Regions from separate parts of the Mus musculus genome. Here regions 1, 2, 3, 5, 6 and 7 are each linked to region 4. A link is a contact called in public capture Hi-C and promoter capture Hi-C data. All regions are on one chromosome and are shown on one strand. Each heading gives the region's core, a stretch centred on a gene start, on an enhancer-like site or on the middle of the called end of the contact. The rest is flanking DNA. Distances are from core to core; before and after follow the strand shown. Region 1 holds the start of Zfp14 (zinc finger protein 14). Region 2 holds the start of Zfp382 (zinc finger protein 382). Region 3 overlaps Zfp568 (zinc finger protein 568). Region 4 holds the start of Zfp780b (zinc finger protein 780B). Region 5 holds the start of Zfp260 (zinc finger protein 260). Region 6 holds the start of Capns1 (calpain, small subunit 1). Region 7 holds the start of Zfp146 (zinc finger protein 146).

Region 1 (2,700 bases), core at 58-2,557, 2.1 Mb before region 4:
TCAATCACTAAGCCATCTCACCAGCCTCTCAATTGTCACGTTCCTAAAACTAACGTCCCAACGCTGGGAATGTTGACGGATGCCTGTAATAACAGCGCTCTGGAAAGAAACAAGAGGATCGATGAGGATCTTTCAACATCCCCAGCACCTATTACAGAGACATCCTGGCTGATATACCTTGCCCCCCACTATCCCAAACTCTGTAGCCCAGGCCTGGGCTTCCCATCTCCCAGCTTCTGTGATTCCTGTATAACCCAGTCATTTTGGGCACAAGGTCCTTTTGTTACCTCTTGCCCGCTGCACTTGGCCTCTTGGCTTCTAGCCTGTCCTACACCCCACCCCCTCCCCTCACATGGCCCCATTTAGTCCGGCAGTCATGGCCACCCTGGTTACTTTCAGACGCCCCTGCCAGTGCTCTCTCTTAGATCTCAATCCCTTGGGAGCAGTCATGTCCTCCTTTTTTTTTTTTTTTTTTCCATTCATCTTGAATTTGCAGTCTGCATGCTTCAGTCTCCTGAAGACCGGATGAGGCCTGGCACAAACACAAGAAAATGTTAGAGCAGTGGTTCTCAACCTCCCTAAAGCTGCGACCCATTAATACAGTTCCTCATGTTGTGGTGATCCACAAGCTATATAATTATTTTCGGTACTACTTTATAACTGTAATTTTGCTACTGTTAGGAATCCTAATGTAAATATCTGTGTTTTCTGATGGTCTTAGGTGGTCCCTGTGAAAGGTCATTTGACCCCCAAGGGGGGGGGGGATCTCGACCAACAGGTTGAGAACCACTGTGATAGAAGAAAGCATAATTATCTTTCCAGTCTTAGAGGTCTTGGCTTCATCTCCAGTTTGCAAAACAAAACCTAAGGCCAATACCAACGACTAGACCAATATACACAACGGCTAGAAGGGACAGTGGGAGAAAGCAGAGGCAGCGGGAACTCCAAGGAGCCTGAGCAACCTTTCCCTGGGTAGATGTGGGACTGCACCTTTGGAGAATGTATTTTACTGAGTTCCCTGATCATGCCTACACCCTCGCTGGGGTGAGAATATGCTTATCTCACATATTAAGCATGTGATAATGTGATGATGGTGTTCTCAGCCCTGGTAGGGCAACGACACAACCCCCAGCCCAGTGAGCTAGGTTTGGGGTGGGGATTTGGGGGCAGAGGGCAGCGGAATCTCCTAGCCCTTCCAGCTGGTCCAAGATCACACCCAGAGGCCTCCACCCATCACAGCCCCGAGCACGCTTGCGCACTCCGCTGCGTTGGCCCAGTCTTTCCCACCATGGACTACATTTCCCACAGGCCTCTGCGCAGCATCCTTCCGGCTGCTTAGCGCCGGTCCGCTCTGAGAGGTGAGTTGGTCCCTTGCACTGAGGAAATTGTCGCGGGGGCAGCGTAGGTTTGTCTTTAGTTGGCTTGAGAGACTTGGAGTCGGTGACGCTGAGTGGACACCGCGTACCCCGTTGCATCCTCCGTCTTCCCGCTGCAGAGCCCAGAGGCCCAGCATGGCTCTGAGTTCTGTGTGTGAACCTCAGAGTGAGGGCCCTCCGTACAAAAAGACAGCGCAGCTGCCACCGCAGGGCTGCTTTGTACGCGCTCCCTCCCCGCCAGGCAGCCCCGGTGGCCGTCGCCTGTCAAACCTGCCCCTCCGGTGGCGGCCAGTGTCCTCTCCATCCGCGGCGCTCCATTTCCAGTAGGTTATGTGTGTGGAAGGGCTGGTCGCGAGGGGTGTGTCCCCAGGCTACCAAGCCCGCACCTTCCCGGTTTGACCTTTTCCCCAGACTTGTTCATTTTAGGGAAGGCGAGGGAATAAAAGCAGGAAACGATTGTTGTTGCATACATAGAGACCCAACATTACTGCGGAAAAAAAAATAGCCTAACTTTCTTCTTTCTCGTTGTCCTATGAAGTGTACTCCTTGTTTTTCCAGGCATGGGGACATTTACTCCTCATTACTGTGAAAGTGAAAATGAAGTTAGCTTGGAAAGAAGCAGCGGTTTGGTGTTATCTTGGTCAGGGTAGAGGAGACAGATTCATGCAGACTGATAGTAAGCATCACTCAGAGATTATGTCTCTGATTAAATGCGGGTCCAGGCCCTCTTTGTGTGGTTACAAATGTCTTTTGTATTTTTTCTTTTTTATGTGTGTGTGTGTGTGTGTGTGTGTGTGTGTATTTGTGTGTATACACATACCAGCAGAAGCCAGGAGAAGGTGTCTGATTCCCAGGAACTGGAGTTATAGACGGTCGTGAAACACCATGTGAGTACGGGGAATCACACTTGCATCCTCTGCTAGAGCAGCCACTGCTCCTAGCAGTACAGCTGTTTCCAGCCTCACAGGTTTTAAATTTTTAACATGTTCGTTTTTTACGTATGTGAGTGTTTCTGTCTGCTTTTCTTTCTGTGCACCACTGAGTGTGACTGCGCCTGAGGAGCCCTGAAGAGGGCATCGGATTCTCTGGAACTGGAGTTACAGCAGTCACGTAGGTGCTGAGAGTGTAACCCGCTGATCCATCTCTGCATTCCAGGCTGCAGCTTTCTTATCCACGAAGCCTGCTTTGCTAGTTCGTTTTTAATTACTGTGGAAGATTCCTTTGCTAAACCACGCTTCTTACCAGAATAGCACGTTTTGTTCTTGTTTTAAACAATTTGTACCTATACTGACCAGGAATTCACTGTAACCCATGTGATCTCAAA
Region 2 (2,700 bases), core at 20-2,519, 2.1 Mb before region 4:
ATTGGCCTCACCACGGGGAATTATGAAAATCTTACCTATTCCATTCCAACATTAGTATCTTTATATTTGCTAAGTTACTACTTCAAATTTTTCTCAAGCAGGCTTGCTGGTACTAATCTGATAATCAAATAGTACATAACTTCCAGGCTTGGTGGTGCACACACCACACGGAATCCCAGCAGTTGGGAGGTTAAAGTAGGGGGAATCACTGCCAAGTTTTAGGCCACCCTGTGCTACGAGAGAGTTCAGAGGCAACTTGGTATAGATAATGAACCTGTCTAAAAAAAAAATTACACATACGTGATCGCACAGCATACCTCAACCATTTAAATATTAACGGTACTACAAGCCAGGTGGTGGAGGCACATGCCTTTAAATCACAGCGGGGGGGCGGGGGGCGGGGGGGCGAGGGGGCGGGGGGGGGCGGGGGGAGAGGGCAGAGGGCAGGGGGCAGGGGGCAGAGGGCAGAGGGCAGAGACAGGTGAATCTCTGAGTTTGAGACCAGCCTGGTCTGCAAAGCGATTTCCAGGACAGCCTGTCTCGGGGGAAAAAAATCCCCCCCCAAAAAAATACACACACAAAATTATGAGAAATTACAGAAGAACACACACGTGTGCTTAGTGATAACCTTTCAAACATCCTTCAGAAAAATCAACCTACTGCTTCACATGTCATTCACGAGGACAGAACATGATAGAATTCCAGGCAAAATCACTCACAATCACGTTCACAAATCACTTTCAATTCTCCAATCTCCTACAGGAGTCATACCCAATCTAAAAATAGACGCAGGCCGCTATAACCCTAAGCAAAATCCCGCCATCCAGCTTTCACATCCAAGAAGATCGCGATCACTTTATGGCTCTCCCTCCCGCCCCCAAATAATCAGGATGAGCTGAGGGAGCCAAACCACAACATGCTCCCCACATCCTCACACGCAACGCTCGTGATGCCCAGGGACCTGTTCCCAGCGACAGAGTGTCCTCGAGTTTAACACGAAAACTACCCCTTCGGGTCACCGGCAGTCATCCTCGGTGTCACGCCCACGGGCCACACCCGAGGCCCTGTGCAGCCGTTGAGTGTCCCGGTCCCGCTTCCTTAACCTTCTTCCTCCCCAAAATTACCAGGCCTGGCTCGGCCTCTCGGTTTCCTCCCCGGTCTTCCCATCTGGATTCGATCTCTCGGTCGCCCTCCAGATCCGGAGCATCCACTGCGGTCCTCAGCCTCTCCCAACGTCTCGAACCGCCCCGCCTCCGCTCAGCCGTCTACGCCTGCGCACTCACGCCGGGGGCTCGCTCTCCCAGGAGCCTCCGGGGCGGCCCGTTAGTTGCCGCGCGCGCCTCTCCCTCGCCCCGCGCTTGCACCAGCGTCCCCTTGGCTGGGGCGGGTGGGAGTCAGCTGCCTGCTACGGTCTGTGGCCGCGCGCGGGAGTGCATGGCTGCGTCAGTGTGGGGTGTGCCCACAGGGGAGCTCTGAGACTGATTCTGATTAGGTTTGGGTGATTGAACGCGGACCGAGCGGTTTGCGATCCCATACTGTGACCAATTGATCTTGTGACAGCACTGTGCTTTGATCCTATTGGGACCGACGCAGCCCCCACCCCCTTTGACTTCTGAGTTTGGTAGAATTTCATTTTGACCACCCTAGGCTGAGAATTATGTCTTGTAACTGTCGAAAAGCGCGAGGGGTGGCCTCTGTTGCATTCTTGTTCAGTCTGTACGCAATGTCTTTCCCAAGGGTAATTCAGAGAACGCATAAGGTTTCTCTTCCTCCGACAGGGAGGTGAGGGTAAAGGGATGGCAATGAAAAGTTCCATGATTTCTTGGAATGTGTGCTGAGGTTTCTGTCACTGCCTCTGTCGCCTCACCGGTGACATTGCCAGACTACACAGCGTGGAGTGACTTGGCTATTAAGGAGAAAGTTGGTATTTGAAACCTAGAACGACGATTCAGGTTTAAAAACCACACAGCCTTGTATGGAGATCTCACAATGGGAGTCGTCGTCGTCGTCCCCCCCCCCCCCAGATTGAAGTGCAAGCGAAGATAGGATATTGAAGTTCTAAGGATAGGATTCCAAAGATTGTTTTAGAAGTTATGTGTCATTAATAATTTTCCAAGGATTTATATCCAATATGATGCATTAATCAGTTATTCCATAGACGAAGCCACACCGATTGATTCTATTTTGGACCAAATACTGTTCCATCTGAAAGTGCTACTTAATCTCAATTGTATGATTTTCTTGTGAAGGAAAACCCTACTATCAAAAAGGTTATTGTATTGATGAAATGCGATTTTTAAAATGTACTAGACTTTGTAGCTGATTCGCTCTGTTCTTAGTGCAGGACTCTGTCAATTTTTCAACCCATTTCCTCACGTTGTTCAAAATAGATTTCTTTCCCAATACTTTAGGAAAAAAAAAATTGCTAAGGCTGGCCAGTGGTGGCACATGCCTTTAATCCCAACACTTGGGAGGCAGAGGCAGGTGGATTTCTGAGTTCGAGGCCAGCCTGGTCTACAGAGTGAGTTCCAGGACAGCCAAGGCTACACAGAGAAACCCTGTCTCAAAAAACCAAAAACAAACAAAACAAAACAAAAACAAAAAGTGCTTTAAATATATACAGGTTTTACTATGGTCACCCGTCCCCCCACCCCCACCCCCGATTTAGTAGTTTCACTGAGAAAAATATTTAATAACACA
Region 3 (2,735 bases), core at 103-2,602, 2.0 Mb before region 4:
CTATTGTCTTTAATCTAAGGACATGTATTCTGCCTTGGTTTACCATCTGTGACATTTGTCATATACTAGGAAGAGTTAAAGATTCATGAAGATTGTTTGTTAGCCTTCTCAAGTGGATCTAATTAATTAGCCATGTTCTCTGTGTTTGGAAATCCCGTTTCCTGCTCCTTTCCCACGCTGGTGGGAGTGAACACTTGCTGCGCAGCCAGAGCCTGCCTCCAGAAAAGCAAGCTTAGGAACCCGCCATGCTCCTCCTGGTGTGAGAAACCCGCCACGCCTCCACTTGCAGCTCCCTTGGCCAGACTAGGGGACAAACAAGTACCAAGTTCTCAGTCCCTCAAACTGCCCATCCTCACTCACATGGCCCTGGGACAGCCTAACTCCCTCTGTCTGAATCTCCTTAGTCGTCCTGCAGTGCCTAGTAGCAAGAGCGGAAACCCTAAGTGCATCTAAGTCCCATTTCTAGCTGGAAGTAGAAGCTACTTCAGCAGCTGCTTCCAAAGTGTAACTGATTGCCTATTCCCATGTCACTGTCTAGGGTGACTCACTGTCCACTGACATAATTTAAATTTTAGGGTTAGGAAGCTAGCAGACATCAGCAGGCGTGGAGACCCCTCCCCCATGGCACCCTTCTCCGCTAGGATTTCCCACACTAGAGACTGTCCTAAGACTTCTTGGATAAGTCTTTATCCACCTCTGCCCAGCAGGAAAAGAACTACTCAATCCGCAAGTGTCTCCCCTCCCTCTCCTGTCATCTGGCTAAAGAAAAAAGAAAAAAACCAAAACACAAAAACAAAAAAACAAACCACCACCACCAATAACAACAACAAAAAAACCCCAAACCCTCAAGAATGTTAGCTGGGGCCCGCCAGTGTCTAAAGGTCCTCTACAAACTTGTTTTTCTAGATTCCTGCTCGTCCCCACTTCCAGGCTAACACTGCCTCCAGGTCACAGAGACAGCTTCACTGAAACTACTGATAACCATCCATCAGACATGTGTCACAGAATCTCCCCTTCTTCTGAGACTGACAAAAGGGACAGACTGCCATGCTGTGACATGGGCTGAGCGCTCCCCATCGTGTTGGTGTCTGTCTGCTCCTCTATGATGTTAGTAACTTTTAATAAATCTCATACATAAGAAGAAGAGAACAAGACATCGTGAATCATGCGGAAGAAATCTAAAACAGTGGTGGGAAACCACCACTCTTCCGCCCAGCTCACTAACAGAGACTATACTGGGCATACTTGGTACATGTAAATGGCTTTTGTGTTGCTCAGTTGTTAAATTTAGTTGGAGCAGAAGCAGCGCCAGTTAGTTACATGGGAACAGCGTCAGTCATGCTCCTGAGGCAGCTGCTGAAGCTCCCCGTGGGTCTGGCACAGGCGCTTTGCGCAGCTGGCACCATCTGTTATCTGCTGGTGCAGTCATCCGTCAAAATTACCACTGTGACCCGCATTTCCACGGCTCGCTGCGCTAAGCAAGGAAACTATTAGGATGGAATTAACAGCACTACAAATGATGAGTTTTCATAAACATACACCTCACGTTACCCAGCGACCCTTGCCTCTCTGTTCATCTAGTCAGGAGAGACGAAATGCTTCTCTGCATGAGGTGGATGCTCTGGTTGCTTCCTTGCTGACAGCCCCCAAACTGGAAGCTGTTGGGCTATTCCCCGACAGGTGGCTGGATAAGTTAGTTGTGGGAACACTGCTAATAAAAAGAAGCTACTGAGACAGCAGTGTGGCGAAAGCTCCCAGGATCTGAGCAAACAAAGGCAGCTGCCGCCGACGGTGCCCGATTCCACTTATGTGAAGGGCTAGAATGTGCAAACTAATCCAGGATGGAAGTTAGAACTGGTGACTTTAGATTGGAGTCTTCCGAGGAAAGGGGCAGAGGACACTGCTGGGAAGTGGACTAGACATTCTATTATCTCTTCTAAAGTAGACACATATGTCTGTGTGCAAATTTATCAAGATGCAGACTTAGGACTATGTAAATGCTTTCATTTTTAAAAAGGAAAATTTTAGTCTTTAAAGAAGATAGTATAGTTTCTGGAGTCCAGGATTGGTAAGGAACTAAGAGGAGAGAGGATGACAGCCTGACCTATGGAGACTATTTCAGAGCAAAAGTAGAGAGCAGCTAACAGGCTGACTTCTTGTTTTGTGTGTACAAAGCTTGGACGCCGCTGCATCTTCTCAGACTCACCCAAACAGTGCGGCCCAGGAGAAACTATCCCTCTCAGTTCTGCGACACGGGCAGACACGAGCCTCACACCAGACTAGAGCAGATACAGGCAGACATGAGAGTCACACCAGACTAGAGCAGAAGCCACAGAACACAAGGCATGGGGTAAAAACCCCACACCAGTGCTGATGCGTTCCTAGCCGGCATCCCTATGCAATGCTGAGTCCCAGTCTCAGGAGAGCGCTGCCACACACTTTCAGGAGTTTCTTTTTATATATAAACAAATTGGATTTTATTTAAAATATAAGGGGTTGTTATCCATTTTGGTTAATAAAGTTGGCCTGTAGTGTTTTAACAGGATTTAGTGCGATCACACAGATTGGCATGCCAAGGGCATTTTGAAAGCTAAATACAAGAATCAAGAGATTGCTTAGTCTGTGTGGCTGAAACATTACACCCAGCAACTTCCCTCCCTTTCTCTACAAACCCTCAGGCAATTCCACAGTTGCATCTGGCAGTTCAAGTTTCAACATTTCAACGCAGAAGGGTT
Region 4 (2,700 bases), core at 106-2,605:
AACTACACTGTAGATGTCTTCAGACACACCATAAGAGGGCGTCAGATCTCATTAGGGATGGTTGTGAGCTACAATGTGGTTGCTGGGATTTGAACTCAGGACCTTCAGAAGAGCAGTCAGTGCTGTTAACCACTGAGCCATCCCTCCAGCCCTCACAATTTGATCTCCCCCCACCCCCACCCCCTGCTTCTTTTCTTATTTATTAGATATTTTCTTTATTTACATTTCAAATGCTATCCTGAAAGTTCCCTATACCCTCCCCCCTGCCCTGCTCCCCTACCCACTCACTCCCACTTCTTGGCCCTGGCGTTCCCCTGTACTGGGGCATATAAACTTTGCAAGACCAAGGGGTCTCTCTTCCCAATGACGGCCAACTAGGCCATTTTCTGGCTGTCATTCTTATTACTACCTTATTACTTACCAGGCTTTCCCCCTGCTTCGTGCCTGAAGCTGCGCTATTAGTACTTTTAGTTTATTTTAGTTTTTAGGGAGGGTTTCACTCTATACTTGTAGCTGGCTTCAGTCTCACACACATGCAGTGAGCTGTGCCTCCCCTTTGCTGGGATAAAAGGCATGTCTTACCACGCGCAGCCATGTTTATTATACTTGATGACTTGGCCTCTTTATTTACACTGGCAATGTTGTGTCCCCAGTCTGTCTCGATTATCAAATCAACCTGAGTCTTCATTACGGTCACTCGTAATCTTCTAGAGTACTGAACTTTAACATATTTTCTGTAGTTGATACTCGGTTGAGTCTGACTTGTTTTCAAATCCTCCTTGTTTTCATCCTTCAACGTGAGGTAAATTACTGTCTAACGGACACGACTCAGTTGAAACTTTCTGATGTGTTCCTCACTCACCGTTTTCTATCTAGGTAACAGGGACCCTGAACTCAGGGAGGGTCCAGAACACCTGGCTGTCTGAAATCGCTGATGTAAACTATCCACGTTTAACACCAACAATTCTTTAGTTTAGTCTTTCCAAATTTACCATAGTCCCTACCAGGTCACAGCGAGGTGGAATCCCACTCAGTGGGACTCAAGTCACTTATATCCCATTCTGATCTTACTTCCTGTTCTGCTTGTCAGTCCGCTCCAGGGAAGAGAAAAATCAGTGGCGCGCAGAAGCGGAAGTACCTTTTGAGCACCACACGGGAGCTTTTAAAGGCTGTGCCTTTTTGGAAAAACCCCTGACACCACCAGGCGCAGCTCCCAGGTGGGCTGGTCCCAGTAGCAAGCTCGGATCGCCCTGAACCTCTGAGCTCTGGGCTTCCCGGAGTTCCGCCGCAAGGACTACATTTCCCAGGGTCCACCGCACCGGAAGTAACGGATCGAATTCCGGTGTCGTGTATCGCTCCCTTGAAAAGTCAGGTTTTTCTCGTAGGTGGAAGAAATCGCTCTATGGCCTACGTCCTCACAGAGTAAGATCGGAGCCAGCATGCTGGGTGTGGGTGTGGGATGGATGTTGATATTTGTGTGAGTGTGTAGGGGCGGTGATGTGTGTGTCTGTTTCTCTGTATGTATACGCACCTTGAGCACTCTGCATCTCCTGTGTCACTATGCTTGTAGCTTTCTGCTCCTGCTTTCTCTTGCAGGCACAGGGGCTGAAGCAAGGAAAGATCAGGTGCAGAGTCTGAAGGGAAGCTTCCTTTGAGGTACATGAGTAGCTGAGGCCGGAAGTGCCTCCGAGGGGCCCCTAGGGGGATAAGATCCCTAGGTTTCCCTGAGCTGTAGCAATGCGAGTGTTGCGGGAAGGGAGGGAAAGTGCTCATTGAGGATGCTCTCAGATCTAGTTTGGGATCTCAGGCTTCCTTGGGCTCCCCACAGGCTCCCCATTTCGGCCATTATTCCAAAGGAGGGCTAGAGAAGCATGAGATCTTTATTGCTACTCAGCTAAGACTCAAGGGCGAAGTTTGTGCTTTCTCTCCGTGTGAGAAACGAGGCTTTAGGTTTAGACTATAGAATTGTCAGTAAATGAAGGAGTAACAGACAAACTGATAGCTCCAACTTTGTGGCTCTTACATTGTTCGTTCTCCTCCCAATTAGTATTCTCACTATTGTTTCAGTGATCCTTGATATCTCTCAATAATCAGACCTTTCCCCTAGACTTTATAGATAAGAATCTCCAGAGGTTAACCTTAGGAATCTCAAACTCAAACCAATTCCTATCCATGGCATCACATAGCAGATGGACTTTGATCTTTATAGACCTTCCTTTCAAAGCAGGGGGACTTCAGGGGTGCTGGTGCTGCTTGTATTTAATGCTAAATACTGGCTCCCAAGATCTGGTGTCCCCCCCCCCCCACCCTTCGCCATGAGCAGATCCTCACATACTCCAAGTGATGCTATGTGAACTTTGCTCCCCAGCTTAAAACCTGAGTTTAAATAAAACTAGCCACAGCCAGTTCCTGAGAGGAATAGAGAGAGGTAGAGTTTGAGTAACTGAGCTGTGGGTCTCAAGTAGGCACCACCAGGGGAGGAGAGAGAACAGAGGCAGAGCACAGGGGAGGAAAAGACTAGAGAACAGGAGGTCTCCAAGAGCTGGACCAACCGTTCCTGACAGAGTGATATGCCTCCCGGGGACACCAGACGGCTGGAGCAGAAGTAGCCCTGGAAGTTTGAAACAGCAAGGATTTGGGAAGTGCAGTCGAGCCAGTCGCCAGACTGTCATTTAGAGATATAGATTAGGGTCATCCCGC
Region 5 (2,700 bases), core at 35-2,534, 2.1 Mb before region 4:
GAAGGAAGGAGGGAGAAATGAAAGCAAAACGATGATGAGCCAGCTATAACAGCGCATGCCTTTAGTCCCAGCACTTGGGAAGCCTATCTCGAGAGTTCCAGGACAAGCAGGACTATGAACGCAGACCATTTTTTGTTGTTTGTCATGTTTTAAAGACTGACCAAAAACTACTCAGAAGAAAATCTGTATGTTAACAAAAGCTACTTGGTATGGATAAATCTGGACAAATTAGGAGTCTTAATTTGGAGCTGAAGGGATTGCTCAGTGGATAAGAACACTGGCTGTTCTTCCAAAGGACTCTAGTTCAACTCCCTGTACCCACATGCCAGCTCACAACTGTCTATAATTCCAGTTCCAGGGGATCCAATGTCTTCTTTTGGCCTCTGCAGGTTCCACGTACACATATATTCAGGCAACACACACACACACACACACACACACACACGAGCCCTGTCCTTTGACAAATCAGAGTGCTAAATTAAATAGCTTTCTTGACCTCTCTGTGCTAAAGGGGGGACAATTAATTACCTTACTGATTCAATCCCATCTGCAGCAGTGAAAAGTACATTCTAAGGGCTAGTCCGTAAATTTGGGACTACTCAAAACTAGCTCATCTGGTTTTTCCAAGTAGCAAGTTAATGCCTACAGATGTGTAGGCATCCAATAACGAGTTATTGGAAATCTTTGTTACAAAGAATATTTTTCAAAGGAACGTTGGTTTCATTTTTTTACTGTAGACTTGTTTTGATTTTTAAAAACCAGGTTTAAAACTACTCACTCAATTATCTTTTTCCCTTTCCTGTTTTCCAGAAGAAAAAAAAACACCTCGTTTTTATTTTTAAAATAAATGCGACATGTATTAGAAAACCACCCCTGTATTTTTACAAACTTGAAACCAGTTTCTCGCTCACTCGAAACAAACCAAAACACACCCTTACACGTATGCTCACCCCGCCCGCAAACCCACCCCGGTTTCTGATCTCCCCAGCCCCCATCCACCCAAGTTCTCAGCTCCACCATCACAGTAGGCGTTTTCGCCCCTTCAGGCATCCTCGCCCGGGCAGGTGGGTAAACCCTCCCCCACAGCTCCTTTGCCTTTACTCAGTCTGGGAAAATCCCGGTCCTACAGACCCCGAAATCAAACTCACCCAGACAAAGGCGACGATGGCGAGCCACGAAGCCTGCGCCTGCGCACTCCTTCAGTGAGCTAGCACTCCCAGAGGTCTCTGCCCACCAGGGCTCTGAACTAGAGGATCTTTTTCCATTCTAGTCTCTCTCTTTCGCTCTCTTTTTAACTGTGAACTACATTTCCCAGAAGTCTCAGGGGTTCTAGTTAATTTCCCCTCCACTCTCCCGAGAACTTTTCCCAGTGGATAAGTAGTAAAAGGTTGGAACTCAGATACTACCACTTTTACACTGTGTTACCGCAAAGGACAATGGTGTGCCAAGGTGTGTAATGAGTGCAGCTTAAACTCACAGAATAGGCTTTTCCTTGCCTCCAGGGCGAGATTCCCAGTAAGGCGCAATCCTCTGGGTTTTACGGGAGAGGACGCCATCTTGGCCACCGTGGCGCACTGCTGAACTACATTTCCCAGAAGGCATCTCAGGCTGATAGTTGGCAGCTCTGCAGAGAGTTGTATCAGACTCTGGTGTTAAGGAAGCGATTGCTACAGTATCACAAACTGAAGCCAGGCTGGAATTGAGACTGATAATTGGGTTCAGACTAAACAATCAGGAAAATGAACTATTGTGAAATTGTAATTTTTGTAGCCGTATGTCCTAGGGTTGTGACAGTGTGTAACAATGTGGAAAGCAGTATGCAGGTGAGTTGTGGGGTCCTGTGGGAGGTTTGTTAATGCGTTACCTGAGTGTTAGGTCCCAAAACTGGGGCAAATGGCTGAGATGCCTGTTAACATATCAAAGCAGCTGATGGCCTGGTGAAGGTGTTACAGCTCTAAAGGGAAAGCTATCCTACAGTTGGGAGCCAAGGAATACCACAAAGTCACACCCTACAGCAAACCTCGGGAGAGATGTATTAGGAAAGCCTCAAGAAGTTGGGTGCCTTTGCTTGGGAGAGAATCAACAAAGAACAGAACAGGAGGCAGGCATTATATAGGGTTTGGGGGGAAAGGAGGCGGGGCTTCCAGGGCGGCCTGGGATTCTTCCCCCCGCCCCCGCCCTTTTTTCCTCTATAGAGTGGATCTTGTCTGTATCTCAAGGGGCTGGAAACAGCCTTCTCAGTGGTAGAACAGTCTAGAAGGCTGGCCCTGAATACTCTTGCACATCAAGGGACTGGGCCAGGCCATTAGATTAGTATAGAGGTGGGGCCTGGCTACCTGTGCTTGTCCTGGGCTACCCTGCCTCCTACCCTGAAATCTCCCACCAGAGTTGGGCTGTCCCTTCCCCAGCTTCTCTTCCCTATATAATCTAGCCCGTTTGACCTCTTGTCCACCATGCTTGGTTTTCTGCTCTCCTGACCTCTAGGCTTCTGCCTCTCTCCTTATCAAACAGCCCAGTGTGAAACCAAAAAGGTGCCACCGTGAACTGTGAGCTAAATTCTTGATCCTGGAATATATGACTGTCCTTATGGCTTACCAATATGTCTTACCAGATACCTTCCCAGGTACCCTTTTACATGATACATTCCCACACCCACCCCACACACAGCCTTGAGCCCAGCCCCCCCTTCTGTCCAGATTT
Region 6 (2,700 bases), core at 161-2,660, 2.2 Mb before region 4:
GATGTGAGGACAAAGAGGTCTTCCCAAATGAGAGATGTCTGAGCTCTGGTCCAAAGTGGAGGACACAGACAGTCAAGTCCAAACACAGGAGTATTTGTAGGCAGAGGACAGGGCTTATGCCAGCGAGTTGAGCCTGAGGTCAGACTGCTCAGTGTGGCAGGGAGGGGTGTGGCAGAGAGGGAATCCACATTAGTCATCACCAAATGATTTATCCGCTAAGGCTTAGGCCTGGGTCGCCACCCTCTGTGCTCCCGCCTTTTAGAGTTTCCGGTTTCGACAGGTTAAATCTTGCTTCACACACACACACACACACACACACACACACACACACACACACACACACACAGGTTTGAGCAATGATTACCTGGCCTGGTCCCAGCAAGCCCTTAGGTGGCGTTAGTGCAATTACGGTCTTGTCTGCTGAGATCTTATTTGACTGATTATCATATTAAGTTATCGGAGATTCTTTGAACAGGTAAAGCAGACTGGTTGTTTAACCTCAGTTTACTTATACATAGAATGGGGACAATAACAGACCTATCCCACAGGCCTGCTTCGAGGACACACAACCTAGTGAGTGGAGAGTATTTAGGGACCGGCAGGTATTTGTCGATGTTGTTTAAGGATGAGCAAGAGTAAACGAGCTAAGGGAACCAGGTGAGCTCCCAGCTGAGGGAACAACATGGCGACATAGGGACTAACAGAAGAGCTGCCATTTACTATGTATTTATCACTTAATTCTGATAGGGGCTTACCCTAGTGTCCTCTAGGGTCTCATGTAGCCCAAGCCGGTCACAAACTTGTTATGTACTGAGAATGGCTGCCTGCCCTCACCTCCCAGTGCTGGTTTTACAGGTGTGTGTCATCACGCCTGGCTATGTTCCCGCCTTACACATGAGGAGGTCATTACTCAGAGACACCAGGTCACTGTTTTAGGGATGAGCAATAAAGACTCAAACCGAGGTTTATATAGTTCCTAGGGAGTGGCCAGACAGCCAGACTAGAAGCCCAACAGCGACCTGGGTGAGAGGCACAAACTGATGGTAAACTTAAGATGTAGATTCCTAGCATTCGGGAAACAGAAGCAGGAGGATTGTTTCAAGTTCGAGGTTAGCTAGGGCTTTAGGTCATCATTTAGAGGATGTTTAACAAACCTCTGTCTCAAAGTGCACAATGAATGAATGAATGAATGACAACTGAAGTCCTTTTTTGCAACTATATACTGCAACGGTGACCGGGTACCCTGTATCTAGTTCCTGGAGGCTCCAGTACCTGGGCGTTAGAATAATTTATTCGTACTCAAAGCTATTTAATCTGGACAGCGTTGAATTTCCAGCAGTGTGTGTATGGGGACGGATGAGCTAAGCAGAGACTTGCAACCATAACCCTCCCGCGCAGGCGCAGTCTGCAATGGAGGCTCTAGGACCGCGCAGACGACGGCTGGGTGGCGGCAGGGTCTAACCCGGAGTAGCTGCCTGAGTCACCGGCCCCGCCCTCCCGAACCGGACACAGCGGAGGCCCTGCAGCAGGCGAGCAAGACCGCGGACCGCCGGATCCGTAAGTGAGACGGGACACTCCAGTCCAGCACCCCTGCACCCTGTAGATCCGGAATCCGTAGTCCTCAGATCTGGCGAGACCCTAAAGTCTTGGCCCTTGGGGGGTCCTAGGACCGGTGTTCTCAGATTCGAACCATCGGGCCTGTCAGCCCCTCCAGAACACTCCTTACCATCCCGGATCTGACGACCAAAAAATATAAGCCCAAAGATCAGAGAGATACCCGGAAATTATTTTGGGCGTCTAGAACCACAATCCGAGATCGTGGTTCCCATTTGCGGTGGGAAGAACTCCGTTATCCAGGATCCTCCGGGCGCACAGCCATAATTTTTGGCCGGAGCCCACAGATCCCGTAGTGACAGTGTAGTCCCTCTGTCGAGAGTATCTGAATGTCTTAATCCACATTAGGAACTTCCTGGTCAGCCCTGGGTCATCCCTACCCTGAGCTTAATTTTGGAAGGCCTGGATCTGAGACACGTTCGGTTTTACACACCTTAGGGTTTCTACACGAGAATCCCCTGTTTTCCCGCTGCCTCAAGACAGGGTAAAGCAGGCAGGCGCTGTAGCCGAGGCTGGCCTTGAACTGGTCCTCCAGCCTCAGCCTCCCAATTTCTGGGATTACAGTAGAGCGCTACCACGCACGCCCAGCTGTACCCCTGTCCTCATGCCTATATATATGCAGTCAAGCCTGGGCCAGGGTACTTTCTAGACCCTAGGAGGTTTCACATCTCCTATCACCTGTCCAGACCCCTAGCTAGAGGCTCTGTCCCCATCTCGAGGCCTTAGTTTCCTCCCCAATCTAGTTGCCGGAAATGCTTGCTTTTTTTTTTTTTTTTTTTTTTTTTTTTGCGGGAAGGGCTGGGCTCCTGGCAAGGCCACTACCCGACCCACCCCTTTTACTTTACAGGACTCAGCTGCGATCATGTTCTTGGTGAATTCGTTCTTGAAGGGCGGCGGTGGCGGTGGGGGAGGCGGGGGTCTGGGCGGGGGCCTGGGGAATGTGCTCGGAGGCCTGATCAGCGGAGCTGCTGGCGGCGGCGGCGGTGGCGGTGGAGGCATGGGACTGGGAGGAGGTGGCGGAGGCGGTGGAACTGCCATGCGCATCCTGGGCGGAGTCATTAGCGCCATCAGGTAAGGCGGGGCCTG
Region 7 (2,741 bases), core at 181-2,680, 2.2 Mb before region 4:
CTTAACCACTGAGTCATCTCTCCAGCCCTAGAAATAATTTTTTTAACTTTGTGTGTGTGCACATATTCAGGTATGTGTGTGCAATGCCATTTTTGTGGAGGGCAGAGTAGAGTCTTGGGTGTTGGTTCTAGCCTTCTACCTTGTAGTCTGATCACTGCTACACACTCCCAGCTAGTTCATCTGAGAGGTTTTGGAAATGCTTGTCTCTGAATTCTGTAGGAGCTTGGATTACAGGATAATTACAAACACAGTATGACAACTGACTTGTGCCACAAGAACTTTACCCACCTAGGCATCCCAGTCAGTTTGCTTGCCACTGTGGTACAATCACTTCCCTAACATCCCTAAAGGTCCTCCTTACATAGTCACAATCACACATGGTGGCACGCAGAAGGCACAGTACTCTGCATCATCCAGCCATAACTGAACATTCACTCAGGGGCCAGTCACTCTTTAGCAAAGATAGTCCACACCCGCATACACACAGTATTACACACTGTCACAAAGTCCTCCTCCTTCTTTCTCCCTTCTCTCCAAGAACACAAGGATACTCACGCACTGCCGACGCAGAGCCACGGACACAGAACACTGCACACAGTACTACACAAGGTCACTTAACCCAGAGATACACAGTCACAGCTACAACTATATCCACACAACCCCAGGAATAAAGGTTATCGAGCACACAACACACTACAGGACCACGGGATACCACTTCCACAACCACAAGATCCCGGAACACATAACATCACATATGTTTGCACAGCAACAATCAGATATACACCTTGGAGACAGGTGATTACAACAGCACACTACTTGTAAGCACTGACAACCGGTCACCACCACAATCAAAACCACAATTAGAATCCCGCAGCCCAGTCCTGCTTCAGCGTGCACAACCCCGTTCAGGACACGCCTGTTCCCCACCCCCGTTCAGTACTCCCCAGACCATTTACCTTGGGTCTCAGTAGAAGGCGCGCGCATCCTGCTTCAGCCAAAGGTAAAGGTTTCATCAAAGTTGAGCTACAATGTCAGCTCGCTATGGACTCTGGGAAACGTAGTCCATAGCCACATCAGCCCCGGACAAAGATGGTGTCCTTTCACCTTGGGGTCTGGGCTCAGTGTATTATTGAGACGCCGCCCGTGAAGTACCAAAGAGGAAGTCCCCACTCCAAACATCTTACCAGGCGTGAGCTTATTTGGGTCCAAGTGACAACAATCTACTCTAAGAAACCCCAAATCACAAGAGGCGGCCAGGTTTGTGCGTGGGAGACGGATAAGCAACCCGCAGTGCCTTGTGGGAAGTGTAGTCCAAAGTCGTAAAAGCAGTATTGCTGATAATAGACAACAGCCTGGCTAGGCTTCAGTGAACAAGCCCTGAGATGTCGCGGAGACTTCTGGGAGTGCTCACTCACTCCCTGAGTGCGCAGACGCAGGGGCAGCGAGTGGACATTTTGGTCTTTGTCCGCGGGTCAGCACGGCCGTCGTGTCCACGTGGCGCCAAAGTAGGAGGTGGGATCTGGGCGTCCTGGGTCGGTGGGTTCGGGAGGTTGGAGGGCAGTGTTTCCGATCTTTGGAGGTGTAGCGCGGGGTTCAGGGAGTGGGCTGAAGAGCATTGGATCTTGGTGAAGGCGGAGGTGGGGGCCTCTGAGGAAAGCTTGAGCGTTTGAGACCGAATTTGACTGCAAAGTTTGACCCACTATTTGGAATGATTGAGTGGGTGTGGAGCTGGGTGTAGGATTGTGGGTGGCTATGCTTCACGAGGCAATGAGGAGACCCATGTTGAAGTATCACGTCTGCGCGGTAGTTCCCGAGTCGAAAGTGCTGATAATTATAACGGGGCCATCTTCCCGAAGAGCATCCGTTTTATTTGATTACTTGAAAGGTGGGATGAAGCTAAGGGTTAAATACTTTTAAAACTGTATTTATTGATGGTGAGTTTTATACGCAAATGCATTTCGTGATATGTGCAGAAAGCCTTAGTAAACATGTTTAGATTTTAAAAGACGATCTGTGTACTAAAACGCGGTTGTTTATGAATGGAGGTAGAATACAGATTACTCTGTCATGCTTAATTAAGGAAACATTTGGTTTGGAATTGTTTGTCCCGGGGGTGCCAGCCATAGACTTCATTTCTGATTTTTGAGGTACTTTAATAGAGCTGTTAGGCAAATTCGAGTTTCGGTTTGAAGAGCGTCATTTCACTAAAAACCCAGGATTAAGGGGTCTAATTTAGATTTAGGTTAGGCACAGTTCCTCATTTAAAGCATATATATATATATATATATATATATACATTTATTTGTGTGGGCATGCTTGCCACAGTCGGTTCTGTCCTCCATCATGTGGGTTTAGGGTCGGAATCCAGGTTGTCAGCCTTGGAAGCAAAGCGCCTTTGCACACCCCCCCCCCCAAGCTCTCTCACTGGTCCATGTTTTTAGTTTTTTGAAAAAAACTTAGTGATTACTGTGCTATATCGTAGATGTCATAACTCCTTCACGAGTACAGTTCTGTGAATTGTGTAGCACATGTGAAAAACTACTTCTCCCTGCTGTGGCAGTCATTAAAGACATCCGCAGCTTTGGCTTTTCTCCTAATGGTAAAAGTTAAGCAGTACCTGATTAAGATTTGCAAGTGGGTAGCTTTCAAATTTATGAATAGCTGCCACTAGTTGATACATTGTAAAAACAAAAAACAAAAAAACGAAACAAAAGTAGTTTTTTAAATATCACTGAAGCTGG

Evidence for each region. Promoter capture Hi-C pulls out the DNA fragments that hold promoters and counts their contacts. Capture Hi-C pulls out chosen DNA fragments and counts their contacts.
Region 1: a promoter capture Hi-C map of liver shows a contact between it and region 4, with 6 times the contacts expected there. The contact joins the promoter of Zfp14 here to the promoter of Zfp780b in region 4. A contact is called at or near these places in 6 of 39 promoter capture datasets (cranial neural crest, hippocampal neurons, liver and 2 more), 1 of 115 datasets of contacts at active chromatin or transcription factors (bone marrow-derived macrophages) and 1 of 9 other capture datasets (adipose tissue).
Region 2: a promoter capture Hi-C map of hippocampal neurons shows a contact between it and region 4, with 2.8 times the contacts expected there. The contact joins the promoter of Zfp382 here to the promoter of Zfp780b in region 4. A contact is called at or near these places in 3 of 39 promoter capture datasets (cranial neural crest, hippocampal neurons and liver).
Region 3: a contact with region 4 is called in a promoter capture Hi-C map of hippocampal neurons, with 5 times the contacts expected there. The contact joins the enhancer-like site here to the promoter of Zfp780b in region 4. A contact is called at or near these places in 5 of 39 promoter capture datasets (frontonasal cranial neural crest, hippocampal neurons, liver and 2 more) and 1 of 9 other capture datasets (adipose tissue).
Region 5: a contact with region 4 is called in a capture Hi-C map of macrophages, with 8 times the contacts expected there. The contact joins the promoter of Zfp260 here to the promoter of Zfp780b in region 4. A contact is called at or near these places in 4 of 39 promoter capture datasets (cranial neural crest, hippocampal neurons and liver), 1 of 484 Hi-C or Micro-C datasets (uterus), 1 of 115 datasets of contacts at active chromatin or transcription factors (large pre-B cells) and 2 of 9 other capture datasets (adipose tissue and macrophages).
Region 6: a promoter capture Hi-C map of adipose tissue shows a contact between it and region 4, with 2.3 times the contacts expected there. The contact joins the promoter of Capns1 here to the promoter of Zfp780b in region 4. A contact is called at or near these places in 1 of 39 promoter capture datasets (second pharyngeal arch cranial neural crest) and 2 of 9 other capture datasets (adipose tissue and liver).
Region 7: a promoter capture Hi-C map of pre-B cells shows a contact between it and region 4, with 3 times the contacts expected there. The contact joins the promoter of Zfp146 here to the promoter of Zfp780b in region 4. A contact is called at or near these places in 7 of 39 promoter capture datasets (the C10 cell line, the HPC-7 cell line, cranial neural crest and 3 more) and 1 of 9 other capture datasets (adipose tissue).

The regions. Positions count from the first base shown.
Region 1 is chr7:30,050,003-30,052,702 of GRCm38.p6, reverse strand. Zfp14 (zinc finger protein 14) reads left to right here and starts at 1,307. Exons shown (of 5, transcript NM_178733.5): 1 at 1,307-1,358.
Region 2 is chr7:30,120,501-30,123,200 of GRCm38.p6, reverse strand. Zfp382 (zinc finger protein 382) reads right to left here and starts at 1,269. Exons shown (of 5, transcript NM_001081007.2): 1 at 1,125-1,269. The coding sequence starts at 1,167.
Region 3 is chr7:30,008,523-30,011,257 of GRCm38.p6, reverse strand. The region is part of intron 6 of Zfp568 (zinc finger protein 568); the gene reads right to left. Among named protein-coding and RNA genes, the nearest start is that of Zfp568, 26 kb to the right of the region's middle. Within about 2 kb of position 1,352, at least 80 of the 459 cell types and tissues checked have an H3K27ac peak or open chromatin away from gene starts, as enhancers often do. A contact at or near this core is called in hippocampal neurons, where this site is marked.
Region 4 is chr7:27,977,812-27,980,511 of GRCm38.p6, reverse strand. It overlaps Zfp780b (zinc finger protein 780B), which reads left to right and starts at 1,355. Exons shown (of 6, transcript NM_001081021.1): 1 at 1,355-1,422.
Region 5 is chr7:30,093,660-30,096,359 of GRCm38.p6, reverse strand. Zfp260 (zinc finger protein 260) reads right to left here and starts at 1,284. Exons shown (of 3, transcript NM_011981.4): 1 at 1,149-1,284.
Region 6 is chr7:30,193,863-30,196,562 of GRCm38.p6, reverse strand. Capns1 (calpain, small subunit 1) reads left to right here and starts at 1,410. Exons shown (of 11, transcript NM_009795.4): 1 at 1,410-1,557; 2 at 2,462-2,685. The coding sequence starts at 2,477.
Region 7 is chr7:30,168,430-30,171,170 of GRCm38.p6, reverse strand. Zfp146 (zinc finger protein 146) reads left to right here and starts at 1,430. Exons shown (of 2, transcript NM_011980.4): 1 at 1,430-1,512. It overlaps Gm5113 (predicted gene 5113), which reads right to left and starts at 1,296. Exons shown (of 3, transcript NR_157376.1): 1 at 957-1,296.